Linked DNA regions of Oryctolagus cuniculus: region 2 is linked to region 1. The links are chromatin contacts, called in public Hi-C maps. All regions are on one chromosome and are shown on one strand. The core of a region is the stretch at or near the end of the contact, and the rest is flanking DNA. Distances in the headings are between cores, read along the strand shown.

The links. A called contact is a pair of places that touch in the nucleus more often than the background predicts.
Region 2: a Hi-C map of an unstated tissue shows a contact between it and region 1, with 3 times the contacts expected there. The contact joins two enhancer-like sites. A contact is called at or near these places in 2 of 6 Hi-C or Micro-C datasets (skin fibroblasts and an unstated tissue).

What each region holds. Positions count from the first base shown.
Region 1 is chr4:90,693,439-90,699,186 of mOryCun1.1, reverse strand. No RefSeq gene overlaps it. Among named protein-coding and RNA genes, the nearest start is that of TPRG1, 240 kb to the right of the region's middle. Within about 2 kb of position 3,481, at least 4 of the 8 cell types and tissues checked have an H3K27ac peak or open chromatin away from gene starts, as enhancers often do.
Region 2 is chr4:90,866,272-90,872,019 of mOryCun1.1, reverse strand. All of the region lies in intron 9 of LPP (LIM domain containing preferred translocation partner in lipoma), which reads left to right. Among named protein-coding and RNA genes, the nearest start is that of MIR28, 110 kb to the left of the region's middle. Within about 2 kb of position 3,434, at least 1 of the 8 cell types and tissues checked has an H3K27ac peak or open chromatin away from gene starts, as enhancers often do.

The DNA.
Region 1 (5,748 bases), core at 2,232-4,731:
TGGTGGTAGTGGTGGGGTGATGGTGAGGAGGTGGGCTACATTCCCTGAATACTTCAAACTTCAAATTCTCTGAACACTCCTTTTCCAATGCTGTGTTTTGGGCCTTTGCTCTTGCTGACTTCTTTACTAGGAATTTCTCTTACCTCTATCTCCATATGTCCAAATCTTGCCAATCCTTCCAGGCTCTGTTCATGTTCCTTTCCCCTCCTTGCAGCCTTTCTTGACCTCTTTTTCCCACTTCAGGGTATCTGCTTGCCCTTCTAGAAAGGCAACTGATCAGAGTGCTCATTAACTTCTGTCTGTTGTTAGTTGTGTGTCTGTCCTAAGTCCTTACTTACTTATGCCCAACCTGAAGGCATGGGTGTTATTTACCTATGTATCAAAAAAGGCCTGGTGCAGTTAACACAAATATATGTTGAATCTGTGCCCCAGTAATAAAGTTAATAATAATGGACATGAACCATCTTATATAGCTCTACAAAAGGTGTTCATAAATTCTTTCCAATTCAACCCTTAGAACAGTGATATGTTAGAGGAGCTGTTATAAACCCATTTTACAGATGAGGAAATACTATTTATTGACTGAGTGTCAACTCTTTGCTAGGTATTGTGCTAGGAAGGTTCTATATATGACATTGTGCAGACCTCATATGGTTCTAATAAAACACTAGCCGTCTGTACTGACAGCACACAGTCTGTGCTAGGCACTATGTTTAGCCCCTTGATCTATTAACTGATTTAATTCACACAACAATTTAATTCACACAACAACTATATAGACACATATATTATATATGTCTATATGTCTATATATGTCACATATATATGTCTATAATATAGACATTCTTATTTTATATATGAAGAAATCCAGGCATATGAAGCTTTGAACACTCACTGAAGTCATGTAACTGGATTCAGATTCCAAATTAAGTAGCCCAGTTGTAGAAACAGCCATTCACACGCATGCATTCCCCTCCTTTCCTGACCTATCACAGCCAGCAGTGCTCAGAACTGCCTCTAGGAGGTGTAATTGTACCCACTGGACACATGACACAACAAAGGCCTAGAGAGATTCAGTACCTTATCAATATTGTACAACTGGTCAGTGTGGAATCTGGGAAAGTAGGTATAGATCTGCCTGTCATCTCTCCCACTCATCTGTGCCAGCAGAGAAACCTGGCAGTGGCTAGCCTAGGTAAATTCAGCTGTCTATAGTTGTCTGGAGGTTTGTGATTCTTGAACATTTCTGTGCATTTGCTGTGTTCAGTTTGTGGGACTGGACCCTGTGTACGCTGAGTAGGGTAGGGATTCATGAAGACTAACATACGGTCCTTGTCTCTAAGAGGTAAATGAAAAATCATCACGTCTCTTCCCTTTGCTTCCTTTGTCAGCACCTTCCTTGGTGCTGCCTCTTAATCTCCCATGATAAAGATCTGGAGGTGACAGGAATAGCCCAGGGAGACCCAGGCCAAGAGGTAAGGCCCAAGTGGTCAACCATGGTGAGAGGCTGACGTAGGTCCTGCTGGAGAGTGGGACCAGCCTAGTTATATGAAGACAGACGAAGTGATTGGGCTTCCCACTCTGGGCAAGTATGGGAGCCAGTCTTGGGAGAGGTGGCCTCTGACCTCTAGGCAGAGGAGGCCAGTCACGAGGGTGGCTTACACCCAGGTCACTTGTAGCCCTCCTCTGACTAAGAGGATTCCTGCTCCCCCTTGCAGATTAAAGCACACGTGCTCCACACAGCCTGGGATGGCTTTGGCTCCTGACCTGGCCACTCATCAGCAGATGATTGTGAGCAAGTCACTTCCTCCCTGTTAGACTCCATTGCTACAGGGGCGCTGGAGAAATGAGCATAGGACTTTTCACTTTGCTTGTGCCGTCTGGATTCGGTCATCAAGTTCCTGAAAACACTTGGCAAACTGTGAGCACTAGGTGCGTGTGAGATGCTGACAGGAAGAAAAGTCTAAATTTGGCCCCCTCTATAGTTCCTCATAACAGAATTGTGCTGACATAGGACACAAAAGATTTGATGCTAACATAATTGCCAAGAAAAATGGGCACAGTTTCCATGCTGTGCAACTATTATCCCCATGATTGAGAATCAGCCGGCATGAGCAGGTTTTCCGGTGTGGGTAAGGGAGTAGGGAGGGGTAGGTGCTAAACCAGGAAAGGAGAGGGAATGCTCATCTGTCATACAGATCCACGCCTAGAGTCACTGGCACTGAAGTGAGACTTGTTTCAGGTGACCCTTCGATAAGGCAAAGGAGAGGAGGTCTCTTGGGCTGGACTGTGCTGATTCACCTTCGTGCTCTGTGCCACACTCCAGTGCCACATCCCAGCCTCAGTTTCTCCACCTGTAAAACGAGATACTATTTGTCCGCTGCCGGTTGAAAAGATCGAGGCTCTTCCCATCCATTAGATATGCATGAGATTTCTAAGGCTGGAGATGACTGGGGTAGGAAACAAGCTGTCGCCTCAGTCCTGGACTGAGGCCTCTTAACCCAGTTCTGGAATGCAGCACTGGGCGCTGGCGGGAGGGAGTGAGAGGATTCGTGTGCGTCAGTAAGTGTGCGTGCTTCTAAATGAATCACTTGGTATCTAGCAGGGCAGCACCTGCTCCTCAGTCTCCAACGGCAGCGCGAGCAACAAGATCATTCAAAAGCGGCCGCTTTCCATTCACGTCTATTATTAGAGCGCAGGCTGCAGCGGTGCTGGAGCTGCAGGCGGAGGCTGGGAGGTGGGGGTGGGAAGGGGGAGAGGGGGAGGACTCGGGGCGGGGCCGAAACTCCCTGGCCCCGCCCCCCGCCTCCCAGGGCGGGAGTCGCCAGAGTGCTCCTGTCCACCCCACACCCACCCTCTATCCCTGCTGTGTCTTGGGGTTGGCTCTGCTCACTGCAGGATTCCTGGACGACGGGCCCTCCGAACCCTCACTTGGGATGGCTCTGGTGCAGTCAGTAAGCACCTTTAGTGCTGTGCCTCCAGCAGGGCAGCTATATTTAGAGTGGCAACCCTCCCCGCCCCGCAGGCCCGGGCCCCGCCCTCTGCTAGCCCGCTCGCTCCGCCCCGCTCCAGCCGCCCCTCCCAGCCACCTCTCCCTCTTTGTCGCATTACATAGTAATCTGAGATGCATTGGATGAGCTCCAGGGAACAGAATGTACTTGGCAGAGACACGGGGCTTGATGTCTGCAAAATGTCGGAAACGCAGCCAAGAGCTGCTAACTGGGTCATTAACCTCCAAAAGCAAAGCGAAGACTGTAGGCCCGCTCTGCCTCCCTTCATCTCGCCAATAAAAGTGCCTCAGTGTGAGGGAAGAAAAAGCCCAAGGTTGGCGGCTTTGATTTCTAGGCACCAAAGGCAGGCCCATTCCTTCCTCCCGGCCGGGCCCCAGCCCCTCCGCGCCACCCCTGCGCCGCATCACGGTTTACAAGTGGCCTTTGAAGGCCCAGCAGCCCCACAGGGCCACACTGGCACCTCTGTAAAGACGTGACCTGACAGCCTGGCCTGCCCTACACACGGCCTTGGGCCTGCTTCCCTGGGTCTGAGGAGAGAGGGGTGGGGGGAGCCGGGGTGTAGGGAGGATGGGTCACCTGCCAAAGGAGAGGATCTTAGCCATCCCTAGCCTCACTCCTTCACCCTCTCCTCCTCCTCTTCCTTCTCCTCCTCCTCCACTACCTCCTCCTCCCATCACCCCTCCCCTCTACCCTCTTTCTGTCTTCTGCGCCTTCTGAGAGTAGCCTGGGAGGTTAGTGCATAAATACATGGCCCGACTCCAGGAGACTTCAGTTGAGTGGCAGCTCTGTCACTCACGAGGTGACCTTGGGTGAGTCACTCACTTCTCTGCTCTTTAATTCCCTGATTTCTTAATTGTTCACCCTAATAACACCTTCCTGACCTACCACAAGACACAGTGAGATCCCAAGGGGAAAGTCTCTGACTGCTTGACCCTTACCCCTCTGAGAGTCTCATGGTCTGAGTTCCTCTGACCTTGTGTGAACTCCTGGAAAATACGAATAATAATGGGCTCACCAGGGAGCTTCAAAGATTTGAATAGTTGCCAGGGGCTAGCCCCTCAAATCCACCCCCAACAAGTTTTCCAACCCTGTTGGATTGCCTAACAGTCACTTCCCCTAATGTTCAAATCCTCTTCTGCAGTGGCTGGAGAAAGTGCTTGGTGCGGAAGCCAAAAGAGGTAGTTCAGTTCCTCAAATGAGACTCCCCTACTAGTTGGAGGGGAAACAGCCAGCCAGTGAGACCTGCAGCAGCCTCTGAGATGTGGCTCTGGGGGAGTCTCAACAGAGGCCCAGGACAGGGGAAACTGATCTGTGCAGCTACACTTAGGAAAGCACGGCAGTATCTGGAAAACTGGAGCCAAGACCAGCCTGGCATCAGGAGCCATCTCTCTGTGTTGTTAGTACGCTTTCCACTGTAGATACATCAGATGGCCTCTTCCCTTCTCACTGTGGAGGTAGGGGATGTCTTTTTAAAAAATCTTTAAAAATCATTTGGATGCAGTGGATTCCATTTGACCCCTCACTGTCACACACAGACACCCTTTGCTACCTGCAAAACTTAGTTCACATGCCTACTCCCATACCAAGATGTGATCTCTTTCTCCTTTAACTTTTTCTAAGGCTTTTCCATAATGGCTCAAAATAACCAGGCAGCCTTGTATCCGCCATATCTATGCTTGAGCAGTAGAGGGCTGGAGACTTTTTGTTGTTGATCTCAACCCTGATGGCTAGATGACAGAACATCCTGATTTGCTATCATAGTTTATGCCTTTTGTCCTGGTTTAAGTAATTATGAGTAGCTCCCTCATTTACCTTGAAGTAGTCTGCTTTGGGTGATAAACTGTGTGGTTACCTTACTGAAGGTCTCCTCTCCAAGAACCAGACACATTAGTAGGGGCTCAGTAAATGTAGTGAACTGCTTTGAAGAACAATGAAGAGCAGCTTCTCATCTGATTCCACAGGGCTCTAGGCCCTAACCTTCTAACCCACCTTGTGGAGACATGCTACCACTTCCCTGAGGAAGGACTGCACAAGGACCTATTGCCACTTTCCTTTTTGACAAGGCTTTCCAGGATTTCAAAATGCTCTGACTCAACAAGAAGTTGCTTACCACAACCCTTCCCTTTCTTCTCAATCCTGAAACACTGGATGTTGAAAATAGTATCAAACATCAGAGATGGTTAGAACCTGGATTGTGGGATGGAGGTCACTTCCAGCCTCAACTGGATGTTTTTTGGCCTTGCCTCATTTCCTTGGCAGTCCAAGTCTTCCAAATTACTTTCATTTACGTAGTTGTCTTATGGGGTAGGTATAATTTGGGAAGCTCACAGCTCTTTTATTATAAAATATGTAGTTAGCATTCTAGGTTCTGTTCAAAGAGGCTAGGAATTACAAGCTCCCTTATTACCCTTGCATGTTATAATAAAAAGTACTGAAACATAAGCCTGTTAAAGTATTCGTTGACTTTTTAACAAAGATATTGAACATTTGGAAATAACAACAGGCAAGATGACTGGCATGGTGATGGAGTACCAGCTTCAGGGTCTGGAAGCCTGGGTCATCTTCTCCTCTGACTCACTGCTTGCTAGAGAATGAATCATGTGCCCTTTCTCAGCATTGGGTCTCACTTCCTTCATCTCCCCTATAAAATGGGTGTATTTGCCATTTCTGCCACACAGGAGTGGGCGGAGGCTTTAAGAGTCCTCACTAATTACAAGGAAATATTAAAAGCAAAAAT
Region 2 (5,748 bases), core at 2,185-4,684, 170 kb before region 1:
GAAAAGAAAAAAAGAAAAAAGAAACAGTTTCTAGCCTTCCTAGTTTCTGCTCCAATCACATGGACTCAGCATCTGCTGGTCAGCATCAGTGGCTTGTGGGAGCAGCATCGTAATGACCTCCCCTTTCTCTCACCTAATATAAGCTTACTGCTTCCATCCCTGATTGTGCCAGGGACTTCGTGTTATGCTACTGGTGGGTAGCAGGGACCTGAATCCTATCTTTCTATTTAGGGTTCCAGGAAATCTCTTGTTCAGCTTCTGAGACAAGAATTCAGATCTGTATGGGTGACATTTTAGAACTGCTTCCAAAGGGCAGCTGTTGGGCTGTCAGTGCTGTTGTGTGTGGTGCAGTGCAGAGCCTGGGACCCTGTCTAAAAGTCACAGACTACTCCTAGGAGTAAACAGACACGCTCTGTTCTGCAGCAAAGGAGCAATAGCAGTGGCAAGGGAGACTACATTAGATTAATGTGTTCTCTTGCTAATATGTGTACTGAAATCAGAAGCAAAGGAAATAAAATCCAAGTCATTTCCTCTGCTCCGTCGCCCCATTCTGATGATAAGAGCTCTGGGGTACTGTGAGAGGCACTGCCTTCAGTAGCAGCTGGATTCATGGTGCCAGGTAAAATTGATGCTAAGTTTACTCCACAGCCACCTCACTGGTTGGCACGGGGAAGATTTTATAAAGAAGAGAAAAAGCAACAGAGTCCTGAAGCTTCCGCAGAGAGGAAGTGAGGGCCGAGGGCTGCGAGCGAGTGAACCTCGGGTCCCTCTGGTGGGCAGTGGTCCACATCACAGCACGTCCAGCTGCCCAGGCTGTGAGCTGCCGCGGGGCTGACAGAGAGCTGTTCCAGGCAGGGGGAAGTTTGTTTTCATGCCCGAGTCTAGAAGGAAGATATAAGAAAGATAACTGAGTCGACTCTCCTTTGCACCTATATCTTGAAGCAGGAGGCCCCTCCAGCCTTCCCCGGAAGTGAAACCTCCTCCTGGGAAGGTGAATGTGGGTTACGGACTGGTATTACAGCTGTTGGGATGGAGCTGGGAACGGGGTCCATCAGCCCCTGCCGGGGTGGAGTCAACACTCTTGTGTCAGGGAGAGGCTCTAGACTCCTCCTGTGGAATTCATAAAGCGAGTTTTGCGTGTGGGACTTTATTTTGCAGGAATGAGTCCCTGTCTAAGTTAACCAGGCCTTTCTCATCGAGACCCTTCCTTCACCTGTAGCTCAGGGTGCTTGAATAATGGGCAGAAATAATGACAGGAAAGGGCGGCTTTTCTTCAGGCAATGAATTCAGCCTGACTTAGGAGCTGTTTTGGACTGATAGCCTTGTAAGCAATTTCCCATTTTATTCCCTGTAGTGTATTATTCACACATGGATAATTTATATTGATAATTGAGTTACATGAAAGGGGATCTCATTCTTTCTCAACTATGGCTGCGTGTTAGATTCAACACGAGAATTTTTTTTTTAAATTCTGATGCCCAAATTCCCAGCTCGGAACAATAAAATCAGAATCAAAATAAAAGTGAGACCTGAACATTGGCAGTTAAATATTACGTCACATCTGTAATAATCAAACATCCCATAAAAATCTGACTTTTAGGGCTCCTTTGTAGGGAAGATAAAGCTCTAATTCTCAAGTGTCACCAATATAGAAAGTGAATTCGGATGTTTTTCTGGAATATTCTGCAACTGCAGTTTTTGTGACTCTGTGGTTCCCTCCCACCACTTGGTCTTACTCCATATCTAGCTGGATTCATAGGATAGGGAAAGGAGGGTTAAATAGAAGAAAGCAAACTTTCCCACCTATTTCTTTATGTTGCAGTAATAATTCATTGGAAAAAGCCATAGAAGTCATTTGGAGTTTTAACTTAAGAAAGAATTTGGTAACAGTAGAGGTTGAGAAGAACTCTCATGGGGGCCTTGTGCAGCCTCACCAGTGAGGGCTTTGAGCTGAGGCGTTGACCTTGCCTTGACAAGGATGGCCTCTTGCACTGGGCAGGAGCAGGGCGAAAGTGGCACCAGGATTCTGCAAACCCCAGGAATGTACAACCACAGAAGCAATGGAGCAGTAAAACCACATAGAAAGCCATGTTGGAAGTACATTTGATTCATCAAAGCTACCCTTATGCTTCTACTAAAGTATTATCAGGAAAGATAGCTATAGATATATTGTAAAATGTATAATATATATATATAAATATTATATATAAAGCTGCTTTTCCTGAAAACACTAATCAATAGGTATGAAATACAAACCTATATACAAATATATGTATATGTACATATATAGTCATATACACAGACACATGTATATTGTTAGTTTGAGCATATAATGCTAACTGCTATAGCAAACAAACCCCCAAATCTCATTTACTTTTATTACAGTTGCAAAGAACACTTGGAAATGTGACCATTCAGTGGGTCAAAAAAGAGGACAAGGTAGTTTGTTCCACATCTAGCCAGCCTCTGCCTTGTTTTCATGATCATCATCATCACTGCCACCACCATACCTTAGTTGGAATCAGTACACTTTATTAGACTTTTCCAAATACTTTTTGTGGTTTTTGGCACCAGTGTTGTGGCCAGCAGGTTAAACCACTGCTTGTGCTAACTGGCATCCCATATCAGAGTACTAGCTCAAGTCCTGACTGTTCCGCTTCCAATCTATCTCCCTGCTAATGCATCTGGGAAAGCAGCAGATGACGGTCTAAGTACATAGGTCCCTGCCATCCATGTGGGAGACCCATATAGAATTCCTGGCTCCTGGCTTCATCCTGACCCAGTCTGGGCTTCTGCTACCATTTGGGGACTGAGCCAGCAAATGGAAGCTCCCTCCCTCCCTCCTTCCCCTTCTCTCCTTCCCTCCTTTTCCTCCCCTCCCTCCCCTCCCTTCCCCTCTCCTCCCTTCTCTCCCCTGCCTTTCTCCCTCTGTCCTTCTCTGCTTCTCCCTCTCCCTCTCCCTCTCTCACTCTCTCACCTCTTCCTTTCAAATAAAGTAAATAAATCTTATTGGAAAAGTATGTAAAAGGTACATTCATTGATACTTTAATTTTTAGATGTTTTTGTTTCAGTCTCACTTAAATTAGTGACTAACAAATAGATTCAATTTGCCCCAGCTAGGTAATTTAACCTCTCCCTCCCCACCCTACCCCCGTGCCAACAGTTTGAAGGGATGTGCCTTATTTTGTAGAATAAAAGATTTATTCAGTTATTCAACAAACCTCAAAGGACAGTCTGTGTGCCTGGTACTAGGTAGCCAGGGGTAAGCAGAAACAGACAAGTGGCCTGCTCTCAGAACGTTTCTGTTCTGTTAAGGGAGATGGACACAGTGTTTGAAAAGAAAGGAGCCTGTTCTGAGAGAGTTACAACAAAGGAAGCTGACCTAGACGGAGGGGTCAGGGCAGGCATTCCTGAGGAAGTGATACTTCACTGAGCTGTGCGGACTGAGTCGGAGTGCAGACATCTCAGACAGTGGACTGAGGAAGTGAAAGAAGGCCAGTGTGGTGAGAGCTCACAGGTCGAAGAGAAGCACAATGCGAGACGAATTCTGAGACCATGACGACTTAGGCCTCGCAAAGGATTTTGGCCTTTTTCCCAAAAGTAAAGCAAAGCCCAGCCATTTTATTACTTCTTACACCCCTCATCCATTGCAAGTGTTCCTGCAAGGTCTTTAGCAATGGGGGAACTACGGAAGCAACAACGAAAGAGTGTGGAGGAACCTTTTCCCTAAGTGCTGTGGCTTCAGTCACACAGCATGTATTCCACATCCCTCCACTCTGCTTGTTGTTTCCTAGAACGGAAAGGAAGATGAGCCTACAGGAAACACAGCTTAGTCAAGAGCACGACCTGAAGAGCAAAAGAATTTCCCTATGCCAAGCATGAGCCTCGTCTACATTTTCCACCACACAATTTAGTAGACAGGTGCGGTAGATTTGGAGCCATACTCGTAGGCCTTCCTTCTGCCTGCCAGTCCCTTCAGATCACAGCTTTGTGGCAGGGGTTTTCAGAAATGGGTCTAGATGACAGCTTTCTTGTTCCTGGGCCAGGATGCTTCCCACGGTTCTACACGAATCCCTTGTCGTTCTCCCTTCGTCATGATGTTAAAAATATCCTTCCTGACTGGGCCAGACCTTTTATTCTTCATCCACTCTTCTCCCCACTGAACGGCCTTTCTTTCCCTTCTAACTTTAACAGTGGCACTCAGGACTCCCATCTCCAAAAATCTACCCCAACAACAAATGTGTTGATTTCATTGTTCCTCCCAAGGAATACAGTAGGTATATGAGGGGATTGTCTACAGTTTTCTTGGAAACACAAACAGAACTCTGGACTCTGAGCTGGTGACTGCAGACTTTGGTGACTTGATAGAGGAGAAACCAGTAGAATCTGAAGTCTGTCTTTGTTTTAGATTTGCTGGAAAGCTATGGTCAAGCTGTTAGAGTGTGCTTCCTTGGTTTGTTAATTCATGGGCCCAAGGTAGTCATGCATCCCGTACAAGATGATTAAAGCAATGGGAAGGCATTCTGCAGTTAATCCAGTTCTTCCTGCCCATGCTGCCCAATGAATGTTGTTCCTGAAGGTTAAATCTTGCCAACAGACTAACATCATGAATCTCCCAGACTCCTAGGTAGAGGAGAGTCGGAGACATCAAGGCCTTATATTCCTGACCTGGATTATCTGATCTCATCTCATTTCACACATCCTGGGCTAGTTGTGTTTTCTAAAAGGCTCCATCTTCTTCTGACCCTCTGCTTTCCTGCTTTCTGTGTGGGGCACTGAAAAGCCTCTCCCACGTGTCTGTGTCTCAATCTTACATGGCCATTTCTAGTGCCATCCAATCCCTGAAGATTCCCTTTGTCTTCTAAGTTGGAAGTAATCACTTCCTCCTCTATTCACTTTATGACACGGATTCTTAATTCACATGCTTACACTTTTATATGTGTGTCTTATATTTACGATAAGAAAAGCCTTTGGGAGTAAGGTCTATCAACTTGATCTTTGTGTTTCCTAGAGCTCCTTCTAATGGGAAAAAATGCTTTGAGGTCGGTAAGAATTAAGGTCAAATTGGTCTCTAGGATGAAAGACTTTGCTTATTAATCTGAACAACTTTTAAAACTTCTCTGAACTTCATTACTTCTTCACCAGGAGCATGGAAATATCTCATTGGAAGGATTAGATGAGGAAACTTCATTTTGAACTCCTGGTATGAGACTGACTCGTGTCAGAAACAACACTTTATATTTTTTACACATTTCTCTGTGGTTGGTGTTTAATGTTTGCATGACATATAATATAAGTAATAATGCCAATGTGAATTCTTTTTTGTAATTTTTAAAAGATTTATTTATTTATTTGAGAGGCAGAGTTACAGAGAGAGGGAGACAGAGAGAGAGATCTTCGATCTTCATTACCCAAATGGCTGCAATGGCTAGAGCTGGGTGGATCTAAAGCCAGGAGCCAGGAACTTCTTTTTGGTCTCCCACATGGGTGCAGGGGTTCAGTCACTTGGACCATCTTCTGCTCTCCCAGGCCATTAGCAGGGAGCTGGATTGGAAGTGGAGCAGACAGGACTCCATCCAGTGCCCACATGGGATGCCTACTAAACAGGCAGAGGCTTAAGTACTATGCCACAATGCTAGCCCCAGTTGTGAATTCTTCTGTAGTACATTTTATCTTTTAAGATGGGTAATCTGCTGTCCTAATTAATGGAGGAGAAAGCTGAGACTCAGGGATGCCAGTCTTCTGTCC